Linked DNA regions of Mus musculus: all the other regions are linked to region 1. Evidence: chromatin contacts called from public promoter capture Hi-C data. All regions are on one chromosome and are shown on one strand. Each heading gives the region's core, a stretch centred on a gene start, on an enhancer-like site or on the middle of the called end of the contact. The rest is flanking DNA. Distances are from core to core; before and after follow the strand shown.

What was found. Promoter capture Hi-C pulls out the DNA fragments that hold promoters and counts their contacts.
Region 2: a promoter capture Hi-C map of second pharyngeal arch cranial neural crest shows a contact between it and region 1. The contact joins the enhancer-like site here to the promoter of Fam174b in region 1. A contact is called at or near these places in 13 of 39 promoter capture datasets (the 3T3-L1 cell line, 3T3-L1-derived adipocytes, the C10 cell line and 8 more), 2 of 484 Hi-C or Micro-C datasets (both in cortical neurons), 14 of 115 datasets of contacts at active chromatin or transcription factors (SST interneurons, VIP interneurons, astrocytes and 10 more) and 1 of 9 other capture datasets (embryonic stem cells).
Region 3: a contact with region 1 is called in a promoter capture Hi-C map of hippocampal neurons, with 2.8 times the contacts expected there. The contact joins the enhancer-like site here to the promoter of Fam174b in region 1. A contact is called at or near these places in 6 of 39 promoter capture datasets (the 3T3-L1 cell line, cranial neural crest, frontonasal cranial neural crest and 3 more) and 5 of 115 datasets of contacts at active chromatin or transcription factors (embryonic basal ganglia, embryonic hindbrain, embryonic midbrain and 2 more).

The regions. Positions count from the first base shown.
Region 1 is chr7:73,738,785-73,742,222 of GRCm38.p6, reverse strand. Fam174b (family with sequence similarity 174, member B) reads right to left here and starts at 1,916. Exons shown (of 3, transcript NM_001162532.1): 1 at 1,395-1,916. The coding sequence starts at 1,720.
Region 2 is chr7:74,328,264-74,331,701 of GRCm38.p6, reverse strand. All of the region lies in intron 4 of Slco3a1 (solute carrier organic anion transporter family, member 3a1), which reads left to right. Among named protein-coding and RNA genes, the nearest start is that of Slco3a1, 220 kb to the left of the region's middle. Within about 2 kb of position 1,496, at least 33 of the 459 cell types and tissues checked have an H3K27ac peak or open chromatin away from gene starts, as enhancers often do. A contact at or near this core is called in SST interneurons, craniofacial prominence and second pharyngeal arch cranial neural crest, where this site is marked.
Region 3 is chr7:74,302,210-74,305,647 of GRCm38.p6, reverse strand. Slco3a1 (solute carrier organic anion transporter family, member 3a1) reads left to right here. Exons shown (of 10, transcript NM_023908.2): 8 at 2,351-2,526. Among named protein-coding and RNA genes, the nearest start is that of Slco3a1, 250 kb to the left of the region's middle. Within about 2 kb of position 1,542, at least 31 of the 459 cell types and tissues checked have an H3K27ac peak or open chromatin away from gene starts, as enhancers often do. A contact at or near this core is called in embryonic basal ganglia, forebrain and hippocampal neurons, where this site is marked.

The DNA.
Region 1 (3,438 bases), core at 667-3,166:
AACTGAGGCCTCGTAAGATTGGTGCAGCCCATCACCTTCCTCGTCTCACCTGGTGCTGGGAGGGAAGCCTGTACCAGGGAAAGGAAGGCAAGGAGGAAATGGCGTTAGGATCTCTGGGTGATGGATGACTAGGACTCGGAGCCTACAAGCTAAGATGGAAAGCAAGCAGGTACAAAGGACCCCTGGCCAGCAGCCCAGACATGCTGGGGCTAGTTAATCAAGTCCACGGGGGGAGCATGACCAGGGACAACAGCCACAGAACAGACCACCAGGCAGCAGAGTCGAGGTGCACCACCCCACCTTTAGCCACACAGAATCCAACAATACTTACTTGTTCAACATGGACAAAGGAACACTAGGGGAATAGTCCCTGCTGTAAAGTGCTCCACATCCTATCTAAATCAGAATCTAGATTGGCAGCTGTCTACCTAAGAAACTCAACTAACAAGCTTGTCTTCCAGGAAGAGGGTACAGATCATGCCCAGAAGCAGTTTATCTCATTAAGTGGTCTCCTTCCTTCCTTCCACACCCAAGCCAAGGACTCTCCCTTCCGGGCCTGAGTGCCACATCTCCTACTTTGTCCCCTCACATCTGGCCACATGTGCTTTGTCTTCTCCCCCACTCTTGGGTAATAAGGAGCAGACTGGCAAAATACTTCAAATGCCTTCTTTTAAAAGTACACAGCTGTGTGGGCTGGGACTATTTTGAGCTAAATGCTGCAAACCTCCAAGCTCAGAGCCGTTCTGGGCGTTCGCTGACTCCAAGTGAACAATGAGGGCCGTCACCAAAGCTATCATGGGTCACCAAACCTCCTGAAACCTGTAACCAACATCAGGTGTGTGAAGCAAGTGTCCCCAGGTTCCTCTGGCATCCCTCGCTCCCTGCTTCTGCTTTCTGTAGGTGAAAGAGGGCGAAGAGCTGGTAAAACAGAGGAGAGCTGCCAAAGGGGGAAAGGGGCAAAGTTCTTGATAGGAGAACCCTAGTCCAAATTGTCCCTCAAGCGCTGAGTACCTGTGTAAGCCAACTCTCTTTGAATGTTTCCTTGTCTGTGAGGTGGGCATAAAAATACATTCCACGGAAGGTGGTCGGAACTCAAAGTTGGTGTTAAACGTGAACAGAGGAAAGCAATAGAATCTAGGACTTGGAACACACCAAACAGCCTTAAAGGGGGAAACGGTTCCTGAGATGTGCCCTGGAAGAACCAAATGCACGCGCCCGCCCTCCGGATCCCACCCAGGCAGAGAGCAGAAAAGTGCGCGCCTGGCGAGAGCGCGCCGAGAGCGAGCACCTGTGCGCGCAGGTGGGGAGGACGCGCGGTGGCATCAGCGGCAGCAGCAGCATGGTGACGCCGCCCATGGAGCCAGCAGGGCAAGGAGTTGGGCGACGCGACCCACCTGAAGACGCGCAGCAGCAGACAGGCGATGAGCAGCGCGCTGAAGGCACATGCCACGATCACCGTCGCCTTCAGGGTAGGCAGGTCACGAAGCAGACTGGAGATGCGGGTCACCACCGCGTCGACGCTGCTGTTGGAGCTTCCCCCGCCCGCCATGCCGGATCCCAGCTGGGTAGCATTCCCGGGACCGGGCGGAGGCTGGTGTTCTGCTTCGGGCTGGGAGGCCGAAGCGGACTCGGCTCTGCGAGCGAGGGCGGCGGGCGCGGCCAGGAGCGCGAGCAGCAGCAGCAGCAGCGGTGGCGGCGGTTGGGGTGGCAGGGCGCTCATGGTGCACTATGCGCACGCACGGTGCGGAGGTCTGCGTCCCGGAGGCTTGCACCCCGGAGGCCTGAGCCCCAGAGGCTGGCACCCGGGAGGCCTGCGCCGGGGTCTCCGGCTGCCGAGGCGGCTGCGCGATGCTCGGCAGGAAGCTGCAGAGCCCGGAAGAACCCGCGCCGCCGCTGCAGCCACCAACACGTTGCACAGAGTCATTCGACGGGCTTCGGCCCCGCGTGGGCGGGGCAGACCTCGGCTGGGTCCCCGCTGCGCTCCGCCCCTGGGTAGCCCAACCCGATCAGGACCTAAGACCCCATGGAGGAATCCTAACTGCTTGGCTCACTCTGCTCCGGGCAGGCAGAATGATGAACTGTTCACGCGATTTATTTCTTTCAGTATGGCAGCCCTCTCTGGAAACAGGTATTCTTTTGCCCTGGTTTGTTGATTTAGCACGCAGGGAGTCAGCTCACAGCAACCCAGATTTCCCACCTAGAGTTTGCAAGCCCTTTGCACTTCAGCTGGTGAACCTTTGGAAGTAATCTCTCCTTCTCCAGACCAGACTTAAATTTCAAACTCCAAGGAGTAATTTATTGTGGTTCTGTCTCTGGTATATAAACTAAGTAATGTTGGGGTGGGGAAAGACTATTCTCTTGGGAGTCCAGGAATTGATACAGTGCTGAGTGGGTTCCTGGAGCAACCGTTACAGAACCTTGGATGATCTGGAAGGTGCTCCCCAATGATCAGTAAATATCTAAACATACAGAACAAGGACCAAGAGACTTTGATCAGCTCATTTCTGGTCCTGCTAGAGAAACAGACAAATATAACGATGCATTCATTGTCTATAGTTACATAACCAAGCTTCCATAACAAATTATCCCAAAACCTAGTAGGTCACCACAATCCCCATTATCTGGGTTGTCCTGTTTTAAGGTATCTTGTTAAGTTTAAGATCAAACTAATACCCCCTCCCCCAGATCTCCTCAAAAGGTTCACATGGGAGCTGATCTGTCCCCGAGCTCAACTGGCTTTCCCTGACTGATTCAGCGCTTCACAAACTGCTAGCCCCGAACCTCCATTCCCCATCTCTGTCTGTCAGAAGCTGCCCTAAGTTCTAACGGTGAGAATTTCCAACAGAGCGTTTTGCATCTTCAACGTGTTCAAGCCCAGTTAGCAATAAATTCAGGGAGCCGGACAGAAGACAGTTCTGTAAAACTTAATTACAGATGTGACACCCCCACACTTTCTCCTGAATCGGTTCATTAGATGCATACCACCACTCTTTGTTCACAATTCAGGAAAGAAGGCGTCACAATGACGTAAATAACAGGAAGCGGGAGCATCAGGGCCACCTAACAGCTGTCTGCCATATACACTGGGGGTGGGGGTGGGGTGAGCAATATTGAGATTCCCAGAAGTCATTGCCCACCAAGCACTTTGTGTATCAAGTGTTTTCAAGCATGCTACAGGGATGAGAGAGAAAGATCATCTGCTAGACAGAGCACATCGTTAATCCCAGCATTGAGGAGGCAGAGGTAGACAGATGTCTATGAGTCTGATGCCATCCTGGTCTACATAGTGAGTTCCCAGATAGCCAGAACTGCATGGTAAGATCCAGACCCAAAAGAAGAAAAAGGAAAAGAAAAATCCTATGGTTAAAGTATTCCAGCTCTGAACTACATTGATGGAGAAGTCTTGTTTTCGTATCAGAATATACACAGAAAATTCCC
Region 2 (3,438 bases), core at 247-2,746, 590 kb before region 1:
ACAATTGTGTCTGCCACTACACATCAGCAGCCAGGACTTTGTTGTTCATATTCATCCATTCCAAGTAGGTCCTTTGACCTCATGGTGTGGTCCATACTGGTCTCTCTGCAGTGTGTGGATGTAACTCACCAGAACCTGATCTTGAGTACAGAGTAGCCTCACGCTTGGCACACACACAGTCTCAAATTTGCTATGGCTCATCAACAATGATTGATCATGATGGATTCTTCACACCCAAGAGACCTTTAACTGTGAAAAGCAGATCACCCTCTGTGTATTTTATGTTGTGTTCATTTTCCATATTTCTTAAGCTACATTTTCAAACACTGCAGAGTCAACAGTTCTGGGAGTATTTGTACAACACTTTAAAACAATATGGATTTAACAAAGGAAAGTTTCCTAACATTTAAACACAGATTTTAAAAGCAAACACTCCTAGGCATTTATTTGAAATGATACTTCTAAGAAGTCAGATTGCCATAAATGTTTAAAAGGCCTGTAAAGTATACAAACGGCGTGCCCATAAAGACCAGGAAACTCTAAGCACAGTGTACCAGGATGAAGTGCGAGGACCTGAGGCTGTTTGTGTACCATCTTTGTTCATAGCCTTTGTAAAGTTTTGACTTTAATTTTTTTGTGTGTGCTTTCAGTTAACCCTAAGGCTGCCTTCCTAGAGCCTCAGAAACACATGTTGAACAGCTGAAGCCGCCATCTCTGGTTATCATCTAAATCCCCTTGGACATCAGATCCATGGCTCAGCTCACAGTAATCCTGAGCTTCCAGTCCTTTGGTCCAGTCCGGTGCTGTAACTAAACCCTTCAATCCTCCTCTCTGGAGAATTTCACTTTGGAAACTTGATATCTTTCCCAGAGATGATAAATTTTAAGTTTTGTATATCTGCCAGTCCCCGGCCTATTGTTCTGTCATTTTGATGCATGGAGCTTGTCTGTTAGCGTTATTAAAAACTTATGTGTCTCCTATTATTATTTTATTCTAATTAGATGGGCCATTTGGAGGTTTCGTCTCCTAGGAGATGCAATTGTGCCTGTGTAATTAGCTCTCTTCTTTAGGACAGCTGGCTAATTCATCACCTTGGAGTGCAGGGTTAGGTTCTCAGCCCACCTGTTTATTTTATGTGGCCATAGGCACTTAGTGGGTTTTTCTAATACTTAATCTCTGTGTCTGATCTTTTCCATGTGCACAGAGAGAAACAAGTGCACCCTGTCACTATTCCTTATTTTTGTTAGTAATATGAGTATAGTTAAATCGGATCCTCTTTGTGAGACAGGATCTTATGTATCTCAGGCTGGCCCCCAAACACATTATATAGCTGAGGATAATCTTAAACTCCTGATTCTCCTGCTGCTCCTCCCAGGGCCTGGGATAACCAGTATGTGCCACACCTGTTTTGTGTAGACTTGGAGATCAAACCCAAAGCTCTGTGTATGCTAGGCCAGCCACTCTCCCCAATGAGCCAGATTCCCTTCCAGCCCCGAGTCTAGTCACAAGCACACCGCTTGGACAATGTTTTCAGTAACCTATATTTCGCCTCCATCTTTGCTCTTTATAGAAGATGATTTATGATTTACATAAGACTTGTCTTCAAATTACTTGAAATCAGTTTACTTGTCTTACGCCATGGCACTTGATGAATCAGCTATATTTGGTTAATTATTTTGTAAATACCACTGGCTTCCATCTGTGGAAGTTCTACATCCACAAACCTAACGAGCCGCTGATTGAAACGCAGTCCACAGAAAACTGCATCTGTACTGAAAAAGTACAAATCTCTCCCTTGTCATCATCTCCTTGCACAGTGTGCTCTAGCAACTACTTGGGTAACATGCACCTTGTAGTTGATGTAAGTAGCTTAGAGATGATCTAAGGTACATGGGTGTGAGTTATAGACAAGTAGTATACTGTTCTATATAATAGATGTGAGCATATATAGATTTTGGTGTCCAGCAGAGACATCAAAATAAAGGTGTAAGGACTAAGGGGTTGGTTCAGTGGGTAAAAGTGTTTGCCATGTAATTATAAGGACCTGAGTTTCAATCCCTAGAGCCTACATAAAAGCTGGATGAACAGGACATGTGTCTAACCTCATGGAGATGGGAGGCGGAGACAGAATTCCCAGCAGCTCTGCAGGCCAGCTAGCCTGCCGTGTGTGGTAGGAAAACAGTGAGGAGATGCCTGTCTCAAGGTCAAAGGCGAAGACTGACATCCAAGGCTGTCTCCTGACCTCCATACACATGCCTTGGCACACAAGCATCTATGCAACACACACACACACAATAATAATAATAATAATAATAATAATAATAATAACAATAACAATAATAATAAATCAAATAAAGGTGTCAATCCTGAAGAGACAGGGCTGTTCTAGAACCATCCAGGATATGTCACCACAGCACAACTGAGAAGAGCTGGTTGAAGACTATGTGACAAGGTTAAAGCACCAATATAAGAGGAAGTGTCTGTAGCCCAGGAAACCACACTGTAAGAAAAATAGAGCCCCATAAGCAAGATAAGAGTATGCAACCTCCACACACTACTATTGGGCCCATTCAAGATGTAACACGGTTCATAAGCTTCAGAATGTGTATGCCAAAAGCCAACTGTCCTGGATCCTTAAGTGCCTGTGGCTAGATGCCTGGGAGCCTCTTCCAGGCTAGGTTGAATAATGAAGAAAGGACACCTGGGGTGGGGGAGGGAACCTATGTGGTAAAAGTTTAAGAGAAGAGTATTACAGTAGACTAAGAAGATCTAACATGGATGCAGCTGAGAGAGGAACAGGCTGGGGATGAGGGGAGGAGAATAGGGCATCCTGGAGATATCCCAGCACCATGATGCAGGCCAAAAGCCCAATGGACAAACTATAATCCCAGACTCTTTGTTGTGGCTCTCCTTACTGTGGATATTTGACGAGGAAAAACAAAAAAACAAACAAAGAAGCAAACAAACAAACAAAAAAAACCCAAAGAACAAAAAATCCTAAGCTGATCCCACTAGTTACTATGTACAATGTGATCAAATCAAGGTTGATAGCTCTGACCGACTTAGGATGTTCCAGCCCTGTGGGAGAGAGCTGACCAGGGAGTGTAGGGAAGGACTTGATTTGCTCATACTTATTTTGTAAAGGATGAGAACTTCATCTCTTTCTTGATACCAACGACATCAAACGTATTCTTTCAGTATACTTACAGAGCATAGTTCAAAATGTTGATCACATAGTGGGCACATTGACATATGCCTAAGTATTTTCGTGTTTCAAATGTATAATATATATGTTACAGTTTCCATTTTGGAGATTACGGTCCCAAAATGATTTCCTTTTGGGATGGGGGGGGGGGGATGGAAAGGTCTTGTAATTGCTTAAAAGATCTTTGACTTGAACCCCCTGAAGTTGTGGTATAGAAGGGAGGTAGAGCAGCC
Region 3 (3,438 bases), core at 293-2,792, 560 kb before region 1:
TGTTTAAAAACTGATGACTTCTGTGTTGTCCAACCTTCTCCCGTGTCTCTAAATGTCTTCAAATGATCAGCTCAAACTAGTCCTTGGGCCAAGGAGGCATATTTTGGGGTAGTGTGGGGTAGTGTCCTGTGACTTCCGGCTTCTACAAAATGCTGTATTTCTTTCCTGCCTAGCTTTCATCCACACTAGAGAAGGAACTCTGCAAGCATGGAACAGCCTTAGAAGGAAAACTGTGGGAAGTATGCCCCACAAGCTCAGCTTGACACCACAACATTGCTGTGTGCCAGGAAGGGAGATATAGAGTATCCAAGGGGAATATGGAGTAGAAATGAAGTTGAGGAGAGTCATGAACATATAGGAAAATATGGTGTAGGAAGGGAAGAAAGTCTACCCCGTAGCCATGTTAGCATGGGAAAGGGGAGATAATGCCAAGAAAGATGGACAAGGTGTAGCCAGAAGAAGAAAAAGGGAACCCAAAGAACCAAAGAATAGAGCCATGGGAGGCAGGGAGCAACAGAGATGCCATGAGAGGAGCAGGGGGTGGTGGGCTAGGGATGTGGATGCCAGTGGGGAACTTCCTGAGATCTGGCTCACACTGGTGGAGAGGGAAGCCAGTCAGAATGAGCTGAGAACAGGGCCAGTAAGGAGCTGTGACCACTGATCATCAGCAGCTAGAGAAGCTTGCCTGTGACCTCCCATCATGCCATACAAGCTTCTCTTGGTAGAGACTGGGATGGCCTGGTGAGCTGTAGATGGAGAGAAGCCCTGGTAAAGGCAGAGGCCAACCTGGCCACCTGTGTATCCTAAACCTGTCTTCTGCATTTCCTCTAGTGTCCTGCTGCATTGTGCAAGAAGTTTAAGAAAGTGTCCCAGGTTGTTCCTGTCTGACAGGTCCCATTGTCTCTGTAGGGCAGGTGTTGGTCAGGGCTCAGAGGGATCATGGGAAGAATAGAGGAACTGCTCATCTGGAGGATGAAGGGATGTGGTGTCTGTGGTAGGTCTCTTGGAAAAGCCAGGTAAAGTTTTTAGGTATAGCTTAAGTGGTGGTGGACAGGTGTCAGGCCTCAGCACCTGGAAATTGCCATAAACACCCAGGTATATAACAGGACTATTTACATAGATACCTACCCTGGCACACTATTTAGAAGATGTACAGCCAGAAGGTACCATCTATTCCAAACAACAATGCAGGAAAGCCCTAGTAGTTCCAGGGTTTGAGACACCACTGAAGCTATCTCATATGGAAAAAGACACCCCATGTCTGGAATATCCCATGATGGAAGAAAGGGAAAGCAGCGAGGAAGAGGAGAGAACCAAGTGCGAAGGGAGAAGGGCAGAAGAGAAGAAACACAGGCTTTATAGGGAGTCTGCCTGACCCCTCGGGAGAGTTTACCTGCTAGGCATGCGCTCAGAAAGCCAATCAGCTCTGGAAAGAAAAGCAATGAATCATTTATGATTGTTTTCGCTTTGTATTCATTAAAGGCCTCTGCACTATTATTATCGAGCCTTAATTGGCTTGGAACTCTGAACAGCCTCCTCCAGCCCCTGCTCCTCCCTCTGCGATCAGAAATTCCTGGAGCGAGCTGGCAAGCTTGCAGGAGAGCAGGAGAGCAAATTTTGCTTGGGAACGGGGGTTGCTGATGCAGAGCCTCTCAGAAGATCAAATGGAACGTGGTTGCTTTCCTTTCTCCTCTCTGATCATATATTAATAAATGTATCCCATCAGGGCTCTCGAGCTCCTCCCGGTAAGATCCTATCAGCTGCCAGAATCCCTTAGCTCCCCTTTGCTTCCTCAGCCACTGGACAAGTTTTCCAGGTTCCTTCTGTCATCAGGGTCTACCAGGCACAATGGCTTCACGCATGACAGCGTGTGTCCTTTGTTCTGGGTGCCATGCCAGGCACTGAACCAGCAACAGGATGTGGGGTTACCTGATTTACTTCTTTTAATACACTTCGGTGTAATTATAACTGCATAAAGGGAAGACAAATTGGCAAGTAATTACGATGTTAATTTGGCAATGTTTTATCATATTGTGGAAGCACAATTTCCTCTCTAATTGTATTGGGGGGGACACATTTATCTACACTGCAGCTTATTGAAGGTTTCTTGAGAATGGAAATGAAATACACAGGAGACAGGAAATCCAGCTCTCCTCCCCATAAATATTACTTTATTTGCATGTGTTTTTGCAGCCTCCTTTAAAAAAAAAATGCTAACTCGTTTATTCAGGCCCAATTAATGGAATGCCACAGAATGTATAATTAGGTTGTGACAGGCTAGCTGATGGATTGCCTCGGGTGTGGAAACCAGAGACACCCCCAGTTTAAATGGCTGAACCTTCCCTTTCAGAACCTCACAGGCTGTGCGTGCCTCACCACTGTCCCCCCTGAGAATGCCAGCGTGGTTCCAGGAAAATGTCCCAGTCCTGGGTGCCAAGAGGCCTTCCTCACCTTCCTCTGTGTGATGTGTGTGTGCAGCTTGATCGGGGCCATGGCCCAAACCCCTTCTGTCATCATCCTCATCAGGTAAGCTGTCCCTCCACCCCCAAGTCCCTGAGAGTCAGCTTGGCCTATGCCTTTCCACCTGGCACATTTTGGCAGGGCTCCCCAGCATCGGAGCTGTGTGAGTCTTGCAAGCAAGGTGAGAGGGGGCTGCAGACAGGAACACAGCAGCTGTAGGCTAAGAGGAAACAATCACAAGCCTTCCACCAATTGGGGCTTCTTCATGGTACACCAGGACAGTAGTAGAAGGGCACTTCCATAGTCTCCCAGGAATAACCAATGAGGCAACTTTGAGAAGTCTTCTATACTGATCTTTTTGGTAAGATTGTTGGTAAAATAAGATGAAAACAGTGGGCTGGGGAGATAGCCCAGCTGGTACTCCTGTCTCACAAGCATGGGACTGAGGTCCTTCCCTGTAACTCATATCAAACCTGGACGTAGTAGATCTTGCTTATAATCGTTATGGTAGTGAGATTAGAGATAGGCAGATCCCTGGAAGCTTGCAAAATTGTTAGTCTAGCCTATTCAGGGAAGTTTTAGGCCAGTGGGAGACTCTGTCTCAAAGCCAAAGGTGGAATGGAACAACGTTCAAGGTTGTCCTCTGACACACACACACGCATACGCTCACACACACACACACACACACACACACACACAAACACACTAAAATGGCATTAGATGAGCCAAGTTCTTATTTTTTTTTAATTTATTAGGTATTTTCTTCATTTACATTTCCAATGCTATCCCAACAGTCCCCTATACCCTCCCCACTCCACTCCCCTACTCACCCACTCCCACTTCTTGGCCCTGGCGTTCCCCTGTACTGAGGCATATAAAGTTTGCAAGACCAATGGGCCTCTCTTTCTAATGATATGTACTCACTGATAAGTGGATATTAGCCCAGAAACTTAGAATACCCAAGATACAAGATACAAT